Linked DNA regions of Zea mays: region 2 is linked to region 1. The links are chromatin contacts, called in public Hi-C maps. All regions are on one chromosome and are shown on one strand. The core of a region is the stretch at or near the end of the contact, and the rest is flanking DNA. Distances in the headings are between cores, read along the strand shown.

What was found. Hi-C and Micro-C count contacts between places; a contact is called where the count stands out from the background.
Region 2: a Hi-C map of leaf shows a contact between it and region 1, with 6 times the contacts expected there. The contact joins the promoter of LOC103629786 here to the promoter of LOC100857097 in region 1. A contact is called at or near these places in 3 of 25 Hi-C or Micro-C datasets (bundle sheath, ear and leaf).

The regions. Positions count from the first base shown.
Region 1 is chr6:112,851,646-112,856,332 of Zm-B73-REFERENCE-NAM-5.0, forward strand. LOC100857097 (acetylglucosaminyltransferase) reads right to left here and starts at 2,112. Exons shown (of 4, transcript NM_001254771.2): 1 at 1,196-2,112; 2 at 556-631; 3 at 356-471. The coding sequence starts at 1,811.
Region 2 is chr6:112,987,794-112,992,480 of Zm-B73-REFERENCE-NAM-5.0, forward strand. It overlaps LOC103629786 (Plant Tudor-like RNA-binding protein), which reads left to right and starts at 2,890. Exons shown (of 6, transcript XM_035960118.1): 1 at 2,890-3,322; 2 at 3,740-4,158; 3 at 4,419-4,687. The coding sequence starts at 3,763. It also overlaps the pseudogene LOC100278353.

The sequences.
Region 1 (4,687 bases), core at 862-3,361:
TCATGCTCAACCAAACTAGTCTTAACACAGAGGTCAGCAAAGAAAAATGAAGTGTTTGTTTTCTTGTACCAAGCATTAACAACAGTGGCAAAAAAGAGCCATTAGTTGCACATGATTCCAGGAAAAACAGACATGTGAATAAAAACCAACACTGCAAACAATTAGTATGTGAAATACAATGAAAAATGGTACTCCCTCTGTCCTTTTTTTATTTGTCGCGTTTTAGTTCAAAAATGAACTAGTGGGCGACACATATTCGAGAACAGAGGTAGTATATAGAAAATAAGAAACACTAATACTAGAGGGAGATAGAGAGCTATTTCAGAATTCTCAGGGAAGATGATGCTGTATTTACCAGTGAAGAGCTTGAACGCAGTTGGGACACTCCGTTTCTCTGTTATCCAGAAAACGTCAGACTTCTGCAGGCTGTATAGCCCAGGGTCGATGATCACCGGTTTCGCCCTCTGGTACCTACAGAGAGACATATTCAGCAACTGCAGAACTCGTGGGAGCATATAACAGAACTTTGAGAATTGAGACAAACTGCAAACTTACTCCTTCCATCCGATGTCACTGGTATGCTCAATGAAGTTAAGCTGCCTGGGCAACTCGGAGAGCACATGCAACAGGTCTGCCGATAGATAGACAAACCAGACAAACAAAGAGACAAGTTGATCACAACAGAAAAGCTTGCACCATGAACAAGTAGAAGAATCCATAAAACGGTAGTAAATCGAAAGGGAAGAACCAAAATAAGATTGCAACCAAGAGAGGGAGAGAGGCGACTCAGTGCGGGGCTCTTTTAAAAGAAAGAAATACACGCCCCAAGATTGACTTTCCCCTCCCTGATACCACCTAGAACTAGAAGCGGCAAAGATAATCAAATCTTACCAAATTCCCAGACCAATTGTGGAAGAACATGTCATAAATTAATCTCACCCCATTCCCAAGTGGCAACTCCAAGCCCACGTATAAGATCGCATGTTTGGCGAACACTCGCAACCAAACACTGTACGCCAAATTTCAAATCCCCATCGTCCAGTGACCCAAACTTGGAATTGATTTTGCCCGGAACGCAAAGATCGCGCCTTTAGAAGCACCGAAAAAATAGGATGAAAGGTCGCGTCTTCCCGCGACGGATAGATCCAATCGCGGAACTGGGGGGCCGAAGGAGGCAGATCGCATCTGCGCTTACCGTCCTGGGTGACGAGTGGATAGTCGGAGGCGGAGAGGTTGATGAACCAGTCCCAATCACCGCCCTCGCGCAGCAGGATGGCAGCCGCGTGCAGCGTATTGGCCACCATGGTCGGGCCACGGTAGGTGACCAGGTTCGCCCGTGTGACGACCTTGACGTTGCGGAACCTGGCGTAGACGGGGTCGGCGCGGACGGCAGCGGCGAGCTCGGCGCGCTCGGCGGCGGGAGCCTCGAGGTCGAGGTGCACGACGTACGTGTTTGCCGGGTGGTAGAGCGCCCTGAGCGTCCGGCGCAGCGCGGCTCCGTCCCCCGCGGAGCCGGAGACGAGGTAGGCGATCCTGGGCACGGCGCCGCGCGCGGGGCGCTCCTCGGCCCGCATCTGCTGGCGGAGCTTGGCCTCGACGAAGAGGGGCTCGGCGGAGGCCGCGGAGGGGAGCGGCGAGAAGGAGAGGAGCAGCGCGCGGGAGGAGGAGAAGAAGAGCGACGCGGAGATGAGGATCGACGAGAGCAGGACCGAGGCCAGCAGCGGCGCCGCCCACCGCCGGTGAGCGTGGATGTGTGCCGCCGCCCCGGCCGCGCCGGAGGAGCCCGGCGACGGCGGCTTCGCCTCTAGCATCCCCCTGTGCTCCACCCCCCGCCCCCCTTCCTCCTCCTCCTCCGGCGGGGCAGCGGTGGACACCGGATCGCGCCGCGCGGGCAGCTTAATTAGAGGGCCGGCGACGGTTGGTGCTCGCACGCGATGTGGCGTGGCGAGGTTACCGCGGGCGCCGCGGAGGTGGAGGGGGAAGGGGAGGACGGGGGCACGGGCAAGAGAGCGCGTCGCGGTGGACGGTCTCGTGAGTGAGTGCTGCTGGGTGGGCGGGTGGGTTAACCTTTGCGTTGGTGCGCCGCTGCCTGCCGGTCGCGTCGGGTTGGCGTTGGCCCTCCAGTCAGGCATGGCCTCGTGGCATCTTCTCGTGCCGCTGCCACGGATGGAGATTGATGACGGACCCAAAAGCCTCGTCCTGCCGTGTGAGATGGAGAAGATCGGTAGAGTGAGGTGTTGGGTTTGGATTTTCTTTTTTGTGCTTATCTTGCGGAATGACTTATTCTTAATCCTGAATCCATTTATGAGAGATTCTGATATTTGCCATCAGCATGAAACATGTTTGTAAAATTGCCATCAGACCCACATTTCATAGACCCAGCTGGACCCATAATTCATAGACACAGTGGTAATTATAACAAGAAGACAACATTGTGAGCGGCAAAAATCCAATTATTTCATTTATAAACTGCGTTGCGTTGTGTCGTCTACATTTTCAATCCTGTTCCTTCCTAAGGCCTACTTTGGAATGGAGGATTAGTAAAACATAGGGATGAAAAAAATGTAGGAATAGAGTTGCATGTCACCTTCAATTCCACAGGAAAATTTTCAAGAGGTTGGACCTCATGTTAAAAAACCTCCAAAATCTCACTACAATGCTCAATTCCATAGGAATTTTATAGGATTTGTTGCAACTCAATCCTTTGTTCCAAAGGACCACATAGGAAAACTTTCTATAGGGTTTTAATCCTTTAAAATTCCTTCACTTTTCCCTTGTTCCAAAGGAGGCCTAATAGTAGGTCTAGGAGTACGTAGTAGTAGTTGATTAGGTCCAGCTCCCGCCAAAACTGATTGTAAGGACGGCGACATTTAATTTGTGCTAAATACTGTTAGATATGTTTATTTTGTACAGATCTTAAAGGACATTAAATCCAAACTGAAATTTATCCAGATTCATATTTAACTCTAAGAAAGGAAACCAAAAGCTTGTACTTGGCGGCATAATGGATCTTTAACTTGTTTTGTCTTCTTATAAAGGCTTAACCCATATTCTTAATTTGGCTTGTCCTGCATTTATATGTAGTGATTTCTTACCAACTTATACCTAAAACATTGTTTTTCATTGTTCTACGATGTATATTGTATTGTTCGTAGAGCGGAGTTTGCATATGGGTATAGGGATGAGTAAGCTGCTGGAGACAGTCTTAGATTGATGAAGTTGTTTTGTCTGTATACAATAAAAAGTTGTTGGATTAGAATAATCCTAGGCCAACCAAATAACATACTTTGGCCATGAATCGTAATTTGGTCAAGCTATAAATTATATTATTGCAACAAAAAAAACTGTCGTTGTAAGTTGTAAGCCCGTGCACAGAACGTGTAAATGGACATACAAAACGTTGTTTTGCATAGTAGGTCGTAATATTTACACTGTGAAGTTTGAAATAGTAAATAAGATAATGACCCTTGTGCAGCACTACAAGTATTAAAATGAACGTACAGTCATCCATATATGTGTTTTAGCCCTTTTATTATTAAGATCCTGTTGAACCTAAAGCTGCTGAAGAACAAGCATAGCTAATTAAATCAAAACAATTTAGTATTTCTTCTTCTCTTATCCACTTCAAAAAAAAATGTTTCTGCCTGTTGAAGGCATGTTTGGATGTGAGGACTGAAAATTAGCCCACCTTATAAAAATGAATTAAATATAGACTAATTATAGCCTAATAAGGGTAATGAACTCTAACCATCAATTAATCATCATTACCTTTTGTTCGCCTAAAATCAGTCTATATTTAGACTTTTTAATTGGCATTCGTAGAGGCTAATTGTTGGCCCCTGAATTTAATAGGCCCTAAGTGTATAGCATAGGTTTTATCCTCTTTGTCGATTGACAATTGCTGAATGGATGCCTCTGCTTTCGACATAGTATATGCAGAAGCAAGAAATATGTGTACTCATATGCCGAGTGGACGCCATGAGTACAACAAGTCTTCGATGGCATCATGGAGCTGAAAAGAAAGTCGTCTACGCCCCGTTTGGATTATTGGAATTGAATTCCATTCTAATAATAATAATTTAGGCATATATCAATTAAGCTAATTCACTTTTATACAAAATATATTTGTATACTATTATTAACAAGATATCGTAGATATTTATGTGCTACATTTTTACTATAGAGGAGTAGAACGAAGAATGTCATGTAAGTTACATATTAGAAACAAATTCTAATCATGCATAAAATCATTTCCTATTCTCCACTCTATGAATTTGAGATAGGCTTATATCTGAACTTTAGAAAGTGGTGAAATGCTAAATTCCAAACTAAATAAGTTACTTTATTCAGTGAATTCCAATTCCTTTAAAACGAAAGGATCCAAACGCCCCGCTAGAGAAAATCTTCCTCTCCTATTACGATTCTAGAGAAAGTCGTCTAGAGAAAATCGTAGAGGAAAATACACCGTGTTGGATGTCGCCACCTGGCACCTGCACAGTACAACTTCGATTTCTCTTGAACTTACCTTTTAGAACTATAGAACTCGTCTTAGAGGACAATGACAGATAAGACATAACCATCTATACATTTCAGGATTATAGATATGTATATCAAGCGAGCTGTTTTTTTTGTTAGATAAATGGGAGTGAATAAGATGAAAATACTCGACCAATGGTATTTATATTTT
Region 2 (4,687 bases), core at 1,640-4,139, 140 kb after region 1:
GAGAGTACCAGCGGGGATCTTAAGTGAACCTGGCGGGTAGAGTCTGGTTCTGTTACACTTGTACCACTGAAGAGTTCCGAGTTCCAAAAGAGAAAGAGAAAGGTAAAGCAGGCTAGACATGATCATCAGCTGGCAATACATAGGTGCGGATTAGCATGGAAAGTAGCTCATTTACTAGCAGGCAATTTTTTGGAAGTCTTAAGGCCATACTGAGTTGGACTGGTTTGGCTCAGCGTTACATACTGTATACAACGAATGCCCAATGTAACCTTTCCCAACACAATGCTGTTCTGATATTCTTTCTGTACATGTCCTTGTTTTTTTTTTGGACATTCTATTTCTATACAAGCATACATGTGGATGTCATAGTCTCATGAAGTGGCAGAGTGTTAGCACTGAGATAGGGGAAACGAGTAGAGAAACTATATTGGGGAAGGAGTAAGAATTAGGGGGAGAGGTGGGAGACGAGAGCCGGCGGCGTCTCGGGAGTTTCTCATTAATCTCATCAAAGTTGTAACCTTATTACAAAACAGAAGTATATATCTTCACTCGAGTCGGCCCACTATGCCTACTTGGCCCACATCGGCCCGCTCGACGCGCGCGCTTAGGGGTGGGCACTTTTTTACCATAAACCGAAAACCGAACCGAACCGTACCGAACCGAACCGAAATTTCGGTTTTTTCGGTAGTTCGGTTCGGTTTCGGTTTTTATATCTGAGAAGTTCGGTTTTCGGTATCGTAATCGGTTTTCACCGTATACCGAACCGAAATACCAAAAAAACCGAATACCAAACTTTATCAATTGTAAAATTTGATTTTTCGATTATGTGAACTAAATGTGTGAAGCAATTAAATTGTTATTCACTTATTTATATGTGATGTATGATGTATCTCTAAATATTTGTACCTATATAATTTTTACTTTTTAAAATTATGTGTAATCTATCATATAAACTTGTTGCATGTGTTGTTTCGAGTATAAGTTTGGTATTCGGTTTTTACCGAAAAACCGAAGTAAAAAACCGAAATCGAAGTTCTCGGTTTTCATTTTCTAGAAAACCGATTGGTTTCTAATGTCTAAAAAACCGAAGTTTTTTAAAACCGAAAAACCGAACCGAAATTTCAAAAAAAACCGAATGCCCAGCCCTACGCGCGCTTGGAAAGGCCGCTGTTTCCCCGCCTTCGCTCCCGTCCTCTTCCAGCTGGTCTGGTGTTGCGTTGCTGACTCAGAGCTTGGATTGTTGTACATTCCAAACGCCCCTTGTCCCTTCTCCAAGATCACATACGAAATTCTTGATAAGCCTGGCCTGTTGCATGCGTGAAGCAAGCAAATCTGCGCCCCTCCCCTGGACATGTGATCGCGGAGATTTCTGAGCCCGGGACGCATGCGGTAGATCCCTGCTGGATTTTCATGCCTCATTTTCAGCTATGCAGATCGAGATCGAGGTGTCTCCGCTGAGCCCGGGACACATGCGGTAGATCCCTGCTGGATTTTCATGCCTCATTTTCAGCTATGCAGATCGAGATCGAGGTGTCTCCGCTGGCCTCTGTTCATGGCTCATGATCATCATGGACAACGGCCTCCATTAACGCAATACGCAGTGCGGCCACTCGTCAGTCGTCGCGCCCAACCAAACCATGACCTGCACCCCCCCTCCCCCTTCCTTTTTCAAGAATACAGTATTAGTTTATTATTAATTGATGAAAAGAGGTTATCCTTCTTGTATACGTGCTGGTTGTTTAGATTGTGTTTGCATTGCTTTGTTGGGTCATCTTTCCGGCACGCAAGGAATATGAAAGCTAGGTAAACAAGCAAAGCGATCAGCTAATTTTGAGAGACAGCGGCTTAAACGTGACTGCCAAGCCATCATCAACGCTGCCGCAGGATGACGGAGAAAGTATGCTTGGGGCGGTCGTCTGGGGCAGACGAACAACTTGCCACAGCTTCATGCCCACGAAAACTAGAGAAGAAAACACATTTTGATTAGCTGGTGCACACTAACCCGACGTTGTGAGTTTCTATTTCAATCCGTGGGATGGCTCGCACACGATCTGAAATTTAGTTCGTTCTTTATTTTACGCAAAAATGATTAAAATATAATAATAGTTATTTTCGATAACTAACTTGGCTAATTGTTCATGTAATATTTTGTTGCAACTCAACGCGAGAATACATAAAACCATAGATATAACTTAATTATTGTTGATACTTATTGTTTTTACTGCATCTAGTCCAAACCCAACCTATTGCCATCCTATACTCCCCTGTACTTTTTGGACGTGACAAATAAATCCTTCGACCTTTGGTAGATATCGAATTTGACCCGGTCTATAGTAGCAAGCAAAAAAAAAACCCACTGCTTCGGTACAATGGTATAAACTCCCTTGAAACATATAACAAAATATGCACATCCAAAATGAAAGGTCGTTTTCTAGAAATTTATATGGAAACGGCATATTCGATATGCATATATATACACTAGAGGACAAAATCATACAGTATAATATTTTGAAAACTTCTATGAATTATAGTATGTTTTAAGCGTTTCTCACGACTGCAGAGAATGGATGGCTCGTACACAAATGCGTCGATGTCTAGAACAGCGTTTAATTGTTTTACATTTTTCACTTGGAAAAACGAAAAACCCTTGGAAAAATAAGGTTCACAAACTAGCTCTAAGATGGTTCAAAAAAACCATGCTACGCTCCGGAGAAAATGTAACCCAAAAAAACGAGACGACAAACCAAAACCATGGGAACAAGATAGCCACCGATAACCTCGTCCTGGGATCTCAGCCGTCAAACGCCAGACCGACGGTCGACAAGCGACGGGCTGGCCGAGGCCCAAACAAGGATATCTAAGGCCAATGGCAGTGATGAGACTCGCCTCGAACCCAGAACGCGACGCGACGCGACGCAGGCCCACCCCTGTGACCCTGTCCTGCAGAAATATTCATTATCTTATATTCAAATAAATAAAATAAAAACCGACTGAATTTGCTTATTTCCGGCTCTTGTTGAAACCGCCACCCGATTCCTCCGCTCGCCAAATCCTCGCCGTGCCCTCGTAGCAATTCCTTGCGTCGGCGCATCATCGCGGCCTCCTCTCCCTCTCTCTCTCTATCTCTCTCAATCTCTCCGTTGGCAAATCGTTGAATCGACGTGCTTGGCCCCGGCCGCTCTGAGCCCGCCGCCAGCCTCCTCGTCTGAAGAAGAACGACAGCCGTCGGGCTCCGGTGGTCCCGCCGAAGAACGGCAGGTAGCCAGCCGCGCTCATCACGCCGGCGACTCGATTGGCATTGTATTGGCCTTTCCGTTTGTTGGTAAGGGACCCTAACTTCGCTTGATGTTTTTTTTCTTTTCTTTTTCCTCGGAGACTTATTTGTTCGGTAGATCGATCTCTTTACTCTCTTCTATGATCACAGTCAGATCGAAAAGAAGAGGAAAGAATCGGGAAGCCCGCCCCCCTGGTGGATATGCGAGGCCATGTTTTTCATGTCACACCCCCGACCGATTCGCCTCGATTTCGTTCTTCTGTTCTTCTGCGCCGCAATGGCTCCTTCGCTCGTTCATATCTGTTATTCTGTTGTGAATACTCGGTTTGAGTCAATGATGCGATTTCTTTCATTCAAAATCTTCTGGGTGCTCCTGTGTTATTCTGATTTATTCGCTCTGTTTCGACGCCAGTTAATCTATCGTGTCGGCTGTTGACAATATCTTTGGTTTCTTGTCCGCGACAGAGTTCTCGAAGCAAAACGACCTGATGAGATTCCTCAAGGGGAGCAAGGTGGAGGTATTGCAGGAGGCAGATGTGCCGTTTGGTTCTTGGAGGCCTGGTGAGATCGTCTCCGGCAATGGACACGCCTACTTTGTGAGATATGATGAAAGTCCCGTTGACTCCAGCGTGGCTGTTGAAAGGGTGCCAAGAAGGTTGATGAGGCCTCGCCCTCCTGCGGATGATCCTGTACGCTGGAGTTTGGGTAGTATCATTGAGGCCTTTGACAGCTACTCGTGGAAGGTTGCCGAGGTGGTGAGAGTGCTTGGAAAGAATCAATATCTAGTCAGGCTCCTTGGGTCCTCGCTGGAGTTGAGTGCACATGCATCGGTTCTTCGAATGAGGAAGCTTTGGCTAGATGACATATGGATTGTGACTCAGAAGGTAATGCTCTGTTCCTTCCATTCTCAAATTAGATTAGATTTATATATGACATAAGGTGATCAATAGAAATATGTTTTTACTTGTTTATTACATTAGCTCAATCAAGCAGTTAACATGGTCTAACTGTTGTATTTTTAATAAAATATATTACCATAATTTTGAGGTCCTTTGATGTTCACCCGTGAGCAGTTAGATTTTGTTGCAAGTATTAATGGGAATGCCCTAGATCCTAATGAGACTTGTCTTTCTACCATTTTCAGTATTCTGCAAGATGCTTGGATGGTGGTGCATTCCGAGGTCAATCAAAAGATAAAAATTTAGACCATAACTTCAGAATGGACAGTCGTCAACTTGAGAACCAGAATGCCTTTGAGGGTGATACATCTAGAGGCATCAAGAGAAAATCGTCTGCTATATCAACACATCCTCAATGCAGTGAAATCACTAAGAGATTGCGGACACCAAATAGAGATGGAAGGTACTCAAAGCTGGTTGATAGAAGTTTTTCCCCTTTGGCTGAAAAGGTAGA